Regions from separate parts of the Mus musculus genome. Here all the other regions are linked to region 3. The links are chromatin contacts, called in public HiCAR-type and promoter capture Hi-C maps. All regions are on one chromosome and are shown on one strand. The core of a region is the stretch at or near the end of the contact, and the rest is flanking DNA. Distances in the headings are between cores, read along the strand shown. Region 1 has its middle 73 kb from the start of Gemin8. Region 2 holds the start of Gpm6b (glycoprotein m6b). Region 3 holds the start of Fancb (Fanconi anemia, complementation group B). Region 4 holds the start of Tceanc (transcription elongation factor A (SII) N-terminal and central domain containing).

Region 1 (3,189 bases), core at 24-2,523, 1.3 Mb before region 3:
GTGAGCTGAGTGTCTGCAGGCATCATTCTGCCTCTTGTGGCTGGAATGATCAGCAACCTCAGGCTCCTGCTGCATGGGTTCCTTGTCATACGGATTGTACCTTCAAACTGTGAGCCAAATAAACCCTCTCATCCTCAAGTTGCTATTGTCAGGGCATTTTATCATAGCAACATGAGAATGCAACTAAAACACCTTGCATTCATTATTCTTTTTCTAAACCATACTTAGTGCTGCCCATGAAACTGGGGTTCTTCTCCAGAGTATAGCTATTACTTCTCTTATCCATTTGTGTGCTTAAGAAGAGTCCATTGTCTTTGTCCCAAAAGGTATTCATAATAGTTGTATTTGTTATCATAATTATGCAAATGAATTCAACATTGCATAAACTAGTGAAATTTGAGCCCCCAAAAGGAAGTTTTCTTTCTTTTCAAACCAGGTCCATTGCTTTGCAAAGTCTTACCCAAAATGAGTCACTTGGAAAATAGTTGCCAAAGTAATTAATGACAATAAACTATTAAAGTTTTGTGGAGTGGGTGATATGAAAGGATTCTGCACAGACCAGTGTCGAGTGCTTTCATGTCTCATTTTACTTTAAAAGTATCTCAAGCTGGTCCTTACAGCCAGTGATTGGCTATGATTCATGTATGGAAAACTTCAAGGAACCCCAAGTCCAATTGGGATTTCTTGGTCAAAGAAAGGCCTTGATTATCCAACAAAAACTTAGCAGATTAATGTTTAAAGATAGTGAATACATTTAGGACACAGAAATACTACTTCATAGGATTTGCCACTTTGGCATTTTCAATAAAGCATCCAGCGACTTGATCCCGGATGTCACTGTCCTCTAAAATGCTCTGGGGAAGCCAAGTGGTTTGGCCAACAGCTACTGCTAGAGCAAAAATATAGTAAAGAATCAATTACTTCTTGTTTGTCACAAACAGTCCTGGGTAGACGTGGTTTGAGGTTTACTCAGAATTTCAGCCTGTTTTGAAAAGAGCCTCTCTGAGGCCCCGGGTGGGCTCCTCACTAGACATTAAGTCTCAGAAGGAGGCTGCCTAGCACATGCTGGGACCATTTCCTGCCCAGTTATGCATCAGGACACCACTCTTTTGTCTCCACTTGCATCTGAATTCCTAAGCAAACTCCCAGAACAAAATGTTGTATGGAGGAGTCTTTGGGGCACTGCTTCCTTTTGGGGTCACAGCCTGGGTATAGGGGGTCAGGAAGAGCTCTGTAAAGACAAGAGAAGAGACACCAAGCTGGAAGTGTTAAAAGAGGCATCCTTAAGGCTCCCCCCACTAGTTGCCTTGGAGAACAGCCACCGTCCTGTAGGCGGGCACAAGGAAGGTGCCAGCATTTTACCCAACTACAAATGAGGTCTGGCTGCTGCCTTGACAAAACCAAATAGTGTTTAAACAATTAGGGAGCTGTTTGCTCCTGTTTTTCAAGCATAACACTACTTTCTCATCCTTGTCCCTGAAATTACATACTTGTAGATCTGTATGGATTTAAGGAAGTGATTTTATAGATTTTTTTTCTCCTAGTAAACTGAGGTTAAAGAGGCAAGAATGGCATTACAGTGATCATACAGTCAGTATTGAGGGTAAGCTGAGGCATGGACCAGGTCCCTGACTTTCCCAGGCTTTTTCTTTATTTTCTGGCTTTGGATAACCAAAGCCAGAAGCAGCAGTGCTGGCATGACTTTTAAAAATGCCACCAAGGCTGTGCCCAGGCTGGTTGAGTCAAGGCTCTTGCCTTTCATCAAGATCTCCAGATGATTTGTGACACATCATTATTAAATTTTAAAAAATGCATGTGTGTATGTGCATGTGCGCATGTGCCATGGTATGCATATGAAAGCTAGAGGGTTGTCTTCTTCCATCTTGTTGAGGCAAGCAAGGTCTTTACTGTTGTTTCTGCCTTGCTGTCTAGTTGGCTCATGAGCTTCAAGATAATTCTCCTCTCTCTACATCCCATCTCAAAGAAGTAGTTCTGGGGTGACCGATGGATGTCACCAAATCTAGTTTTTTGTTTTGTTTTGAATGTGGGGTCCAAGGATTAAATTTAGATCATCAGGCATGTATGGCAAGCTCTTTTACCAGGCAGCTGAGCCATCTCAGTGGCCTTGGCTTTTCTTGTAAATTGTATATGTGTATATGCACATGTGCTTGCCACAGTATGTTTGTACAAGGTCAGAGGACAGTTTTGGGAGTCAGTTCTCTCCTTCCACTTATCCAACAAGCACTTTTACAAGCTGAGTCATTTCACTGACCCTTTTGGTTTTTCTTTTTCTTTGCTTTCTTCCCCCCCCCCCCCTTTTTTGAGACAGGTCTGATGTAGCCCAGGCTGGCCTCAAAGTAGGTATATAGCCAAAGATGTCTGTGAATCCCAAATCCTCCAGTCTCTACCTCCTAAGTGGTAAGATTACAGGTGTGAGCTACCACATGTAACTGAAATGAATATTTTTCAAGCAATACTGGAATGATCTCGTTTCATAATCAAAAAAAGTTCTTGTCAACTTGGTGTAGTATTCTTTGGCCCCAACTACTCAGAAGTGGAGGCAGGAGGATCAGTTGAGCCCATGAGTTTGAAAACAGCCTAGGCCACATAGTAAGTGCCTATCTTAAACTGAAACATACTCCCTTACTGTAAAATTAGTTAAATAGTTATTTCTACCCATGTTTTATGACACTGGATTTCTTCACATACACAGCTAATAAAATGTCAGCATTTTTCTCTGGATACATGAGCCATATTCCACAAAGGTCTTCTGAGAATTTATTGTATTGAGTCTGTTTAATTACTATGTCTTCAAGCCTATGAGCAGAAAAAAGCAGAATCAAAATTTTGTTGGCCACAATGGGTTCCCATCAAATAAAATAGAGTAACACTGTTAGAGAGAAGACACAGTGGCTGTGCCATGCCTTTAGCACCCTTTAGCTGGAGAAATAATTAGTCTCAGTGCACTCACTTAGGTGATGTATTCTATACAAACAATCCACCAATATCTTCTCATTGTGCCAAAGAACCCAAGGTACTAAATAGTCCAATACAGTTCAAACATTAATTGGCTCATTCCATTTACATGGAACATTGGGAAGAGGCAAATCCATAGAGACAGAAAGTAGGTTACTGGGTGCTAGGGTTGGAGGGAGGAGAGAATGAGGAAAGACTGCTAATAGGCACAGG
Region 2 (3,230 bases), core at 28-2,527, 1.4 Mb before region 3:
GCTGTTTCTATGGGGCATCAAACTTGACCTTAGAGGCATAGCGTCTCTTTTCTGCCATTTTCTTGGTGCAATAATGATAATTTCTCCAAAATCTAAATATCAAAATTGTGACATGCTCTGAGACTTCCTTTAAGGATGGAGCCCTTAGACAGTTTTCCTGTCCCCAAATCCTTTAAGTCTCAATTAGCAAAAGATCTCTTCCCTTCTGTCAATGCTGGTAGACAAAACTTTAAGCTTCCGTTACTAACGATTATTACATGTCATAGTCTGATACATGGAAAGAGCAATCATGTTAGAATAAAAATAATAGAGCATGTCTAAATCACTCCAGTATTACTGGGATCAAAGCATATTTAGCATGCATGTCCCTCTAGTTCTTCTTTAGCGTTAGTACAGAATAGTGCATCCCCTAATCCCTGAACCTAGCATGCAGAGCAGAGGACTTAAGTTATGATTAATTATTTTAGTTAAAAAAAAAGGAGAGACGGTTTTCCTCATCCAGAAGCTCAAGGTGACAAACTACAAACATCCTTCTATGAAATACGGTATTACATAGAAATACTTGCAACAGAAATAGAAGAGAGGCTACACTATTAATAATTTAATATTAGCCCCCAGGATAAAGAAAAAACCCACCCAAAACAAGACCATACCACCCGAGATTGTTTTAGAACCGTTTTTGGCTAACCCCTTTCAAGAACCCTCAGTCAAAAGCTTTAAAACAGGCTATTGTCAGAGCGCTGGGTACCTTTTCTCTCTTGGCTTTGTTCAGTATTTTCCTCGGCTGCAGTTTCCATGGCTGGCTTCATACCATCCACCAAAAATGCTTTTTCCCTGCTTCCCCACAACACACAATTTCCCCCCTCCTCTTCCTTTTCTTTTGGACTCCCCTCTGTCTCTCTTCTTTACACCCGCCTGATTGAGAGGCTCTGTTCTTCACTACAGTAGATTACAGTGCCTTCCAAGATGCAAAAGTCTTGTCAGCGTCAATTTCGCTCTGCCTACTGGTCCATAAAGACAGCTGCCAAGGAGCAGGCGACCATACGTCACCGAGGATCCCAGTTATAAAACAGCCACTCTGTGCCCCCACTCCCAGTGCACCCCGGGAAGCTCCTGCTCTCCCACCAAGCTCCTTTTCCTCCCTGCTGTCTTCTCTCTCTCTCTCTCTCTCTCTCTCTCTCTCTCTCTCTCTCTCTCTCCACCAAGCTCCTTTTTCTCCCTGCTGTCTTCTCTCTCTCTCTCTCTCTCTCTCTCTCTCTCTCTCTCTCTCTCTCTCCTTCTCACCTCCCTCTCTCCCTCCCTCCTCTCTCTCCCTCTGTCTCTCCCTCCCCTCCCTTTTTTCTTCTTGCCAACTGCAACCCAATGAATACTAATTAATTCTCCCAGGAAATAATAGACTTGTGACATCAGAGGAAGGGATGTGGAGGAGAAAGAAAGGAGCCCCCTCCCACCACGTGACTTGGTCAGACCACACTATATGTTATCTCTCAGGAGAAAGCCCGTTTCCCTTTGCTTTCCCTTTCTGGGCCATCGATTTTGTTTATTCTATTTATCCCTAAGCCCTGGAAAAGTATCTTCAAAAGATATACCCTTGCTCTATTTAAAACAAAAAAAAACAAAACCCAAAAAACTTCTGTTTCACAAATCTCTAGACAAGCTGACTTAAAAAAATACTAACGACAAAAGAATAAAGGTACTCAAGAGGGAAGAAACTTCAAATAGATTTCACAATGGTGACAGCAATTCAGCATTAGATTCTACTTTTTGTATTAAAATATGAGAAATTTTAGCTCAAACACAATTTCCAAAAGGGGCTAATGCTTATTCAACAATCAGTATATCGAAAGTATATCTATCTGATATTTTGGTGGTTTCTAATATGAAAATCAAGTTTTTTGATAGGATATGATTACATTTGCATACAGTATTATTTGTTAGATGTCCTCAGTCAAAATCCCAAGTGGGTACTTTTTAACGGCACTCTAACCATCTGGCTTTAAGACTATTGTGCCAACAGGGACTCCGATGATTCTGATGGCTGTTTTCACAAACCCCTTTGTACAATTGAGATCAACGTTCTTAACTCACATTAAGCATTTAAATCTTTACTTTGATTATGAGCCGAAATTTTCAAGTATCACCAATTTCATAGACATTTAATAATTGCATCTAGCTCACTCACCTTCATTGACCTTATTGAAAAAATTCTATAGACTGAAGTCACATACAAAGATAACTATCGATAACCACAGGATAAAGGATTTCAGGAGCTGCCATAGCTACGTGGCACCCATACTGGGAGTAAACATTAAAGAAATGTTGGGGGGGCAGTGAAATGGTTCAGCAGGTAAAATTGTCTGCTGCCAAGTCTAGCCACTAGAGAGTTCCATTCCTGGGATCCACATGGTAGAAAGAGACAATAGATTGCTGCAAGCTGTCCTCTGACCACACACACATACACACACATCACACACAGAGATACACAGAGACACACACAGACACACACACCAACACATACACACACACACACACACGCATTTTTAAAAAGACAAGTTGGCAACCACCTCTCCTAAAAACATTCTCCAAAGTTTTATGGGGTTTTTACACAATACCTCAAAACAATGTGGGAAGATCCCAAATCAAAATCCTTTACCAGCCTGATCTTTTAATGCTTTGGTTTTAGATAATCTCTCACGCCCACTTATATTCAACATTTCTGCTGTGTTAAACAAGAAAACACCTTGAAAACCTGTTTGGCCTGCTTCGACACTTTCTTTTAATTTTCCATCTCACTTTCCACTTTACCCATTGTCCCTGAAGACCACGCCCACAGCCAGTTCTCCCCCACCCCCCCGGAAATATGGCTTCAGCCTATTTTATTGTCTCTTGGTGAAGGGATTGGGAGGGCACCACCTAAAACTTCAGCCTCTAGAAAAAAGTGTGTGTGTGTGTGTGTGTGTGTGTGTGTGTGTGTGTGTGTGTGTGTGATAACTATCTCCATGGGAAAACTTATAGTGTGCCTTAATTGGACAATTTTTTAAAGGCCATGTTTGAACAACTTAGGTCCATTCAGACATAAAGGTATAAAATTTTACTTGTGCACTGGCAAGATGGCTCTTGCTATCAAGTATGATCCGAGCTTCATCCTCAGGACTTGAATGAGAAGCGAATACCAACTTCCACAGTTATTCTCTGACATATATATATTACAGTGAAACAAATGAATATAA
Region 3 (3,090 bases), core at 245-2,744:
AGCAGAAACTAGAAAGACTGCCTCAGCAGAGTAGAAGGTAAGAACAACTCCAGAAAACTATCCTGTGACATTCATCTGTGTACCACGCCCGCGAGAGCACGCACACACACACTCGAGCACCCCCCACACACACACATGGGTATAATGAACAAGTAATTTATGAAACAGATGACTACAGATTTTAACCCAGCAATGAACTGAACTGTGTTTCTTTGGCAACTGCATTTCCAACCTGACCCCATATGAAACAATACTACAACCGGGAAATATATACTGCACTCCTATTTGCAACATAAAAATTAAGAACTTGAATGATTACCATTAAGAAAATAAACAGATGGAATATCACACTACAGTTAAAAGGAATGTAATCCTTACCATGATGGTTGACTTTTAGTAAAGAATATGGGTATCAAAGTAGGGAAGTGGGAGTCTAGGGGAGCTCGGAGTTACTCAAATATTTTTATGAAAGTTTTCAAACAAACTTTAAACAATGTGTTCAAATTTTCCCATAAAAACAAATATTGAAAACGCTTTGGGAAAAGATGTTAACTGCCTTTTTAAGGTCAACCAGCTACAGACTAGGTAAAACGTGGGTTGTCCTTTTTGGCAGAGGGGCAGGGCTGCTGAGGCTGGAACTTGAGGTCTCCAGCATGTGCTGGACCTGTGATCGACATCCCCAGTGCCTGGGAAAACGTTTTCTCTAATTGCCAGTACAAGTAGTCTTCAGTGTTGGTCAGTTTTTAAGAAAGGCAGCATTGTTATGTTCAACTAAGCCACCAAAGCTAATAGTTTGTTGTAGTACTTTATAAATCTAAGCTTTCACCAGTCTCGGCAATGTTTGCATTTCACCCTGGATAAGTATTGCGACCTGTCCTGCAAGCTTGGCAGCATCGTTGGCTTCTCCCCATTAGAAATCAGCTACACTCCCATTCTAGAGCGGTGACACCCACAAATGTCACTTACATGGCAGGAACAAGAGTCTACCCCCACCTCGTTAAGAACAAGTAACTCAAAATAACATCTTTCCTTTTAACTTTCTATAACCACTTAACTCAGAGTTCAAAGACGGTTGCCTTGTGAGCGTCTCCCAGTCCACAACTGTGGTGGTTATACCTGTAACCAGGATCAGAGAGACTGACACAGAAAACTCATGTCTGAGAAGGGAGGCCAACCTAGGCTACAGACCAAGTTGCCAGCACTATAAAGCCAGACACCACAGCCAAAAGAAAAGAACCTTAACAGAAATAATCGCCGAATATAGCGAATACTCACAATGCAAGTTATCTGCGAGCGGTCAGGAGAAAACCAAACCAAACCAAAACCAGTTCTCCAAGGCTGCCAAATTGCCACGTTCCAGTTGCACCAAAGGACTCCAAACCTCCCGCCCGCGCATTGCACGCTGGGACAACCGGCCCAATAGTTGCCTGAACAACTCAGGCGGCAAAGCCTGCAGGAGGTGGTAGCCAGAGGGGACCTGGGAGGGGCGGAGCCTCCGAGGGCTGGAAGCAAATGGCCAGCTGAGCTGTAGGGGCTGAGCTTCAGGGAAAAGCATCAGAGTGCTCCAGGCTACTTGGGGCGGGACACCGGTGCCAGGAGGTCGTCGGAAGGCGGGGTTTCTCCTTTAGAGAAGCAAGTGGGAGCCCAGCAGAGCACTTATTCCCGCCTCTACCCCGGACAACACTATGGGATTGGACAGTGTGGAGGCACTTCCTTCTACGTTCCGGTGTCACGCGACCCCCTCCCCCCCTCCCTCCCTTCTTGATCTACCTTTGGGCTGGGCTGGCTGGTGATGAGACACTTGGCTGCAGGCTGTGGAAGGAGCGACGGGTACAACCACAATAGGTTCCGCGACTGTGACCATGGCCGAGGTGAGCAGCACCTCATCGCTGCCTGGGCCGTGAGCCTGGAAGACAGCTTCCAGGCCCAGGGCCCGTGCGCTCCGGTGCAGGTGAGCTGTGTTGGGAGTGATCTGGGTAAGGACCGAGAGCATCTTAAGGTTTTGTTGTGTCTCCTATCCAGAATAACGCTCAGAATAAAGCCAAGCTAATCTCAGAGACCCGGCGGAGATTCGAAGCTGAGTATGTGACAGGTAAGCATGCTTTCTGTGACTTAAAGTGGGGTGTGCAGTGAGCATATCCAACTTTTACTGGTGTGTTTGTGGGTGTTTTGACGGGAGATGTTAAGAGACCTTTCCAACCTTCACTGGAAAGATGCTGTACATGTTTCAAAGGTTTTGCCATACTGTGTGCGCTGCTTTACTTGGGCAGATGGTGGGCTTCCTTTAAACGGTTAGTGAAAGTTAGAAATCAAAATGCCTAGCATCTCCTTATATCCATGGGCCTCACAGGCTATGAACATATTGGCCAATGACATAGGTGACACTGTTCAGTTCATGGCTCCTTCGCTGGCCTTTCACCAGAAAACGAACCTGGAAACTGCCATTGTACTGTTGCCATATAGTTTGTACATAATTTGGTAATCCAGTTCCTTTTATTTTGCTTAATTCCGCTTCTTAAAACCAAAAGTGCTACGCACAAGTTCTCGCTCCACACTGTACTTAAAAGTTTCTGTAAGTGCAGAACTGGTTTATTGGTTGAATAATCTGGTCACTGTCATAGAATCTTGTCAAGTACTTAATCTGCTGACTTAGTGCTTGTACATTGTTTTTAAACATTTGGAATAAGTTGCCTTGATTGATACTAATGTAGCCCCCTTCCACAAAATAGCTTACTTCCATGTTCCGAGTTCCTGTTTCCATATCTATGAAATGCAAGTAAGGTTAAGAATTAAGTGAAGAAACGTGTATCAGACCATCAAGTGTGGAACTAAATCCAGTAGGTGGTCAATTTAGATTTTGCCTCAGTCATTGGTTACCATGGAAAGAACTAAACTGTTGTATTTTGATTGTAGTGCTTGGCAGAAGAGTCATACACCTTTATACTGTTCTGTGCTATATATCAGTTCATGACCTAGAACAAATAACTAAGTCCATTCCAAGTAGCCTGGCCCGTAAATCTTTTCATGCCTCCTGGCCAATTTTCTTCATGTACCAAACTTTGTACCAGAGAGTTGCAAAAGCACTCTATT
Region 4 (2,982 bases), core at 232-2,731, 1.5 Mb before region 3:
CCGCCTACATTAATTAGAAATAGAGAAAAATGCCACACAGATGTGTACAATTTTTCAATTGAGACTCCTTCTTTCCAGGTGTGTCAAGTTGACAAGCAAGACCTTGCAGTTTTGTAAATCAATTATTTCCGAGAACTTCAACACCAAATGGTGTTACTTTCAGAGTGATAAACCATAGCAAAAAACAAAAAAAAAAAAAAACAAAAAAAAACCAAAAACTTCTAGACTGGGCCTAGTGATACACACCCATAGTATCAGCACTTGGAGAGCAAGAAGATTATCCTAGTTTGAGGACAGCCTGGACTACATAGTTGTAGACCAGGCTAGACTACAGTGTGAGAATCTTGTGTTTAAACCAAACCAAACCCAAACCAAGATTGCTTTGTAATCATACCCTAATACTAACCGTTCAAAACAGAAAAATAATCAGGCATCCCTTATCCTGATCAGTGTGAGTTCCTTGTCCTCCCTCTGCTGAGGTAAAATCTCTTACATTCATGACCAGATCACCCTGCTGTATCCCTGCTATGAACAGATCCAGTACACAACACTGAGGGGTTGCTTCCTTAAATCTTTTCCTGAATTGTTTTGGCATTGGAGGTCAAAGGAGTCTGCCACATTTTCTAGTTCAATTATCACTGTGGTTTTAATCCTTGAAGGCAGACCATGTTCACACATACACTCAGGTTTCTTGTAACTAATTACTGAATGGTTACTACTTCCTTTCATTCTTGTGATGCATGTTATATGCTTGTTGGACTAATTACTGTTAGGCATGACAGTAATTATGGCTTGCCTTTTTGCTGCCTGGTTTGTTAGTTGAGAGAGTCTTACTATGTAACCCTAGCTGGTCAGAAACTTATGGACCTTCTCCCATCTCTGCCTCTGGAGCGCTAGTATTATATGCCACCAGGTTTAGCCATTTTTATATTGATTTAAAAAAAAAAACCCAACCATTTATTATTACAGACCATCACTGTTAGCCATTTATATTTTATTTGATTGTTCTTATGGAGGGTTTTACATTTGTTTATTTTTATTTATTTAGGAAGGCGAGTACCGGGTCCAGCCTGTTTAGTTTTGCCCCAGGCTGTCCTCGAACTCGGGATCCTCCGGTCTCTGTACTTTAGTCTTCAGCCTTTGCCTACTGGGGTCCATCACCACAGCCAGCCTGTTTTTATTTTTGTCCCATCTGTTTTACTGGTTTGACGGAAACTAAAAAGAGTAAGCGCATCAACAAACGTTGCCACTGAAACGCAGCAGCCGGGTTAGTTTCACTTCGGGCCTTAGCTCCTCTCTCAAGGGACCACTCTGCGAGGCCCGCGGCCGCTCTGCGCAGGCGCCAAGTCCAAAGCACCTTAGCGTCCAATCCCACGCCCACGTTGGCTCGCCGGAACCTTAGGACTGGTGCAGGCTCTGTCGTCCGGCCCCAAGAAACGGAAGTTCCCTCCAGGAGGAGGCGGCACCGCCCACTGGAGGGCGGCGCCTGCGCTTCTGGGCGGGCGGTGCTGCGGCCGCTAGGGCAGTGACCGAGCATCTCCGATGGCGGCGTTCCGCCATTTCCGTTACCTCGGCCCCCGCGGAAGGGCTAACTCCCGGGTCCAGTGGAAGGCAATCCCGGCTCGCAGGGGCGCTCTGGTGCTCCCCGTGCCCAGGCTGCTCGAAGGTTGATTTCCTCCTCCCTTTAGGTGCTGTCATTGGAGCGGGCCGGAAGGCGCGCCGCCATGGCTGTACGGCCTCAGGGCCGTCCCCCGGGGTGGATTTCTGCAGGCTTTGTTTAGTAGTCAACCCCACCCACAGGAATCTCTCTGGGCGGGCCGGTTCCTCTCCCTGTCCCTTCCCCCGGGATCCTAACGTGGCTGCCTAAAAACAACGCCCCGCCAGCGTCTCGTGTCCTAGCCCCCCAGCCCCCCATGGCCCGTCCATTCCCTTCTGAGCCAGGGCCTTGAAGCTTGACCGATAAGTTTAGCCTGGAGCTAGAAAATTTCTCTTTTTTTCCCCTCCTGGATGTTGAGAGAGATTTAAAGACTGCTGGTCTGTTCCCTAAGCCTCTGGAAAATTTCACAGTAACTTTCCTGTGCTTTTTCTTCACGTTTGGACGATTTTAGTGCAGATGTGTGTATGCCCTTCCTATAATTGCATATTCCCAGGCGTCTGCATGCATTCAGGCAACACATGGTAGGGCCGACTCTTGCTGTCACTATAAAAGGTTTTGTATGTGCACACACATTGTACACACACACACATATACATACTCATACACACACTGGTAAATGGTAAAATGTACACTCATATATGAACTACAACTGCCATGAAATGTGTCTGATCTGGATTGGAGTGTGTTCGAGTGTAAAGCACAGCAGACTTTTGTTTTTGAGAATTAACACAAAAAGGAATTAAAATACCCTTTTATCAGATTTTGAAAGGACAGTATTGGGGCGAAGCTTAGGTGTAGCTCAGTAGTAGAGCACATACTTTAATCTGCCTAAGGCCCTGGGTATGAACTCTGCCACTGCATTTTAAAGGAAAAATATTTTAGCTAAGTAAAACTAGAATTAATTCCAACAAATTTTAACATACTATCACACATTTAAAAAATATCTTTGTGGCTTGAAATCTTTATATGAGATAGCATTGCTCTACAAAGGGTGCTTTCAAACAGTACCCTGTGGCCAAACACAGACTGCCCACATTCTCTTTTGAAATACAGTCTCTTGTAGCCCTGGCTGGCCTCTTTCTGACCACACTGGCTTTATGAGGTGTGCATAGAGGGGGGTGGGCTTGAGGAGGGTGCAAACTCAGTGCCCTGTGCATGTTAGGTAAGTGCTCCACGAACTGAGCCTCATCTTCAGACCCCCTCCCTCAACACACACACTTTAAAAAATAATTTGTGCTAATCAACTTAGATGTCTTCCTTAATTACTGTCCTCCCCCCTCCCTTTTTTGAGACAGGGTCTGACACTGAACCTGAAGCTCACCAGT

What was found. Promoter capture Hi-C pulls out the DNA fragments that hold promoters and counts their contacts. HiCAR-type assays count read pairs that join an accessible place to other places. Capture Hi-C pulls out chosen DNA fragments and counts their contacts.
Region 1: a contact with region 3 is called in a promoter capture Hi-C map of stem cell-derived epiblast-like cells, with 4 times the contacts expected there. The contact joins the enhancer-like site here to the promoter of Fancb in region 3. A contact is called at or near these places in 3 of 39 promoter capture datasets (the 3T3-L1 cell line, hippocampal neurons and stem cell-derived epiblast-like cells) and 1 of 115 datasets of contacts at active chromatin or transcription factors (astrocytes).
Region 2: a HiCAR-type map of astrocytes shows a contact between it and region 3, with 4 times the contacts expected there. The contact joins the promoter of Gpm6b here to the promoter of Fancb in region 3. A contact is called at or near these places in 3 of 39 promoter capture datasets (the C10 cell line, HPC-7-derived erythroid cells and cranial neural crest) and 1 of 115 datasets of contacts at active chromatin or transcription factors (astrocytes).
Region 4: a promoter capture Hi-C map of adipose tissue shows a contact between it and region 3, with 3 times the contacts expected there. The contact joins the promoter of Tceanc here to the promoter of Fancb in region 3. A contact is called at or near these places in 4 of 39 promoter capture datasets (cranial neural crest, erythroid cells, hippocampal neurons and 1 more), 1 of 484 Hi-C or Micro-C datasets (muscle stem cells), 1 of 115 datasets of contacts at active chromatin or transcription factors (astrocytes) and 1 of 9 other capture datasets (adipose tissue).

What each region holds. Positions count from the first base shown.
Region 1 is chrX:166,241,610-166,244,798 of GRCm38.p6, reverse strand. It overlaps a transcript of Gpm6b not described here. Among named protein-coding and RNA genes, the nearest start is that of Gemin8, 73 kb to the right of the region's middle. Within about 2 kb of position 1,273, at least 6 of the 459 cell types and tissues checked have an H3K27ac peak or open chromatin away from gene starts, as enhancers often do. A contact at or near this core is called in astrocytes and stem cell-derived epiblast-like cells, where this site is marked.
Region 2 is chrX:166,342,600-166,345,829 of GRCm38.p6, reverse strand. It overlaps Gpm6b (glycoprotein m6b), which reads right to left and starts at 1,277. Exons shown (of 8, transcript NM_001177955.1): 1 at 749-1,277. The coding sequence starts at 809.
Region 3 is chrX:164,978,996-164,982,085 of GRCm38.p6, reverse strand. It overlaps Fancb (Fanconi anemia, complementation group B), which reads right to left and starts at 1,494. Exons shown (of 9, transcript NM_001146081.1): 1 at 1,276-1,494. Mospd2 (motile sperm domain containing 2) reads left to right here and starts at 1,711. Exons shown (of 15, transcript NM_029730.4): 1 at 1,711-1,871; 2 at 2,023-2,092. The coding sequence starts at 1,863.
Region 4 is chrX:166,508,977-166,511,958 of GRCm38.p6, reverse strand. Tceanc (transcription elongation factor A (SII) N-terminal and central domain containing) reads left to right here and starts at 1,481. Exons shown (of 5, transcript NM_001007577.2): 1 at 1,481-1,666; 2 at 2,953-2,982.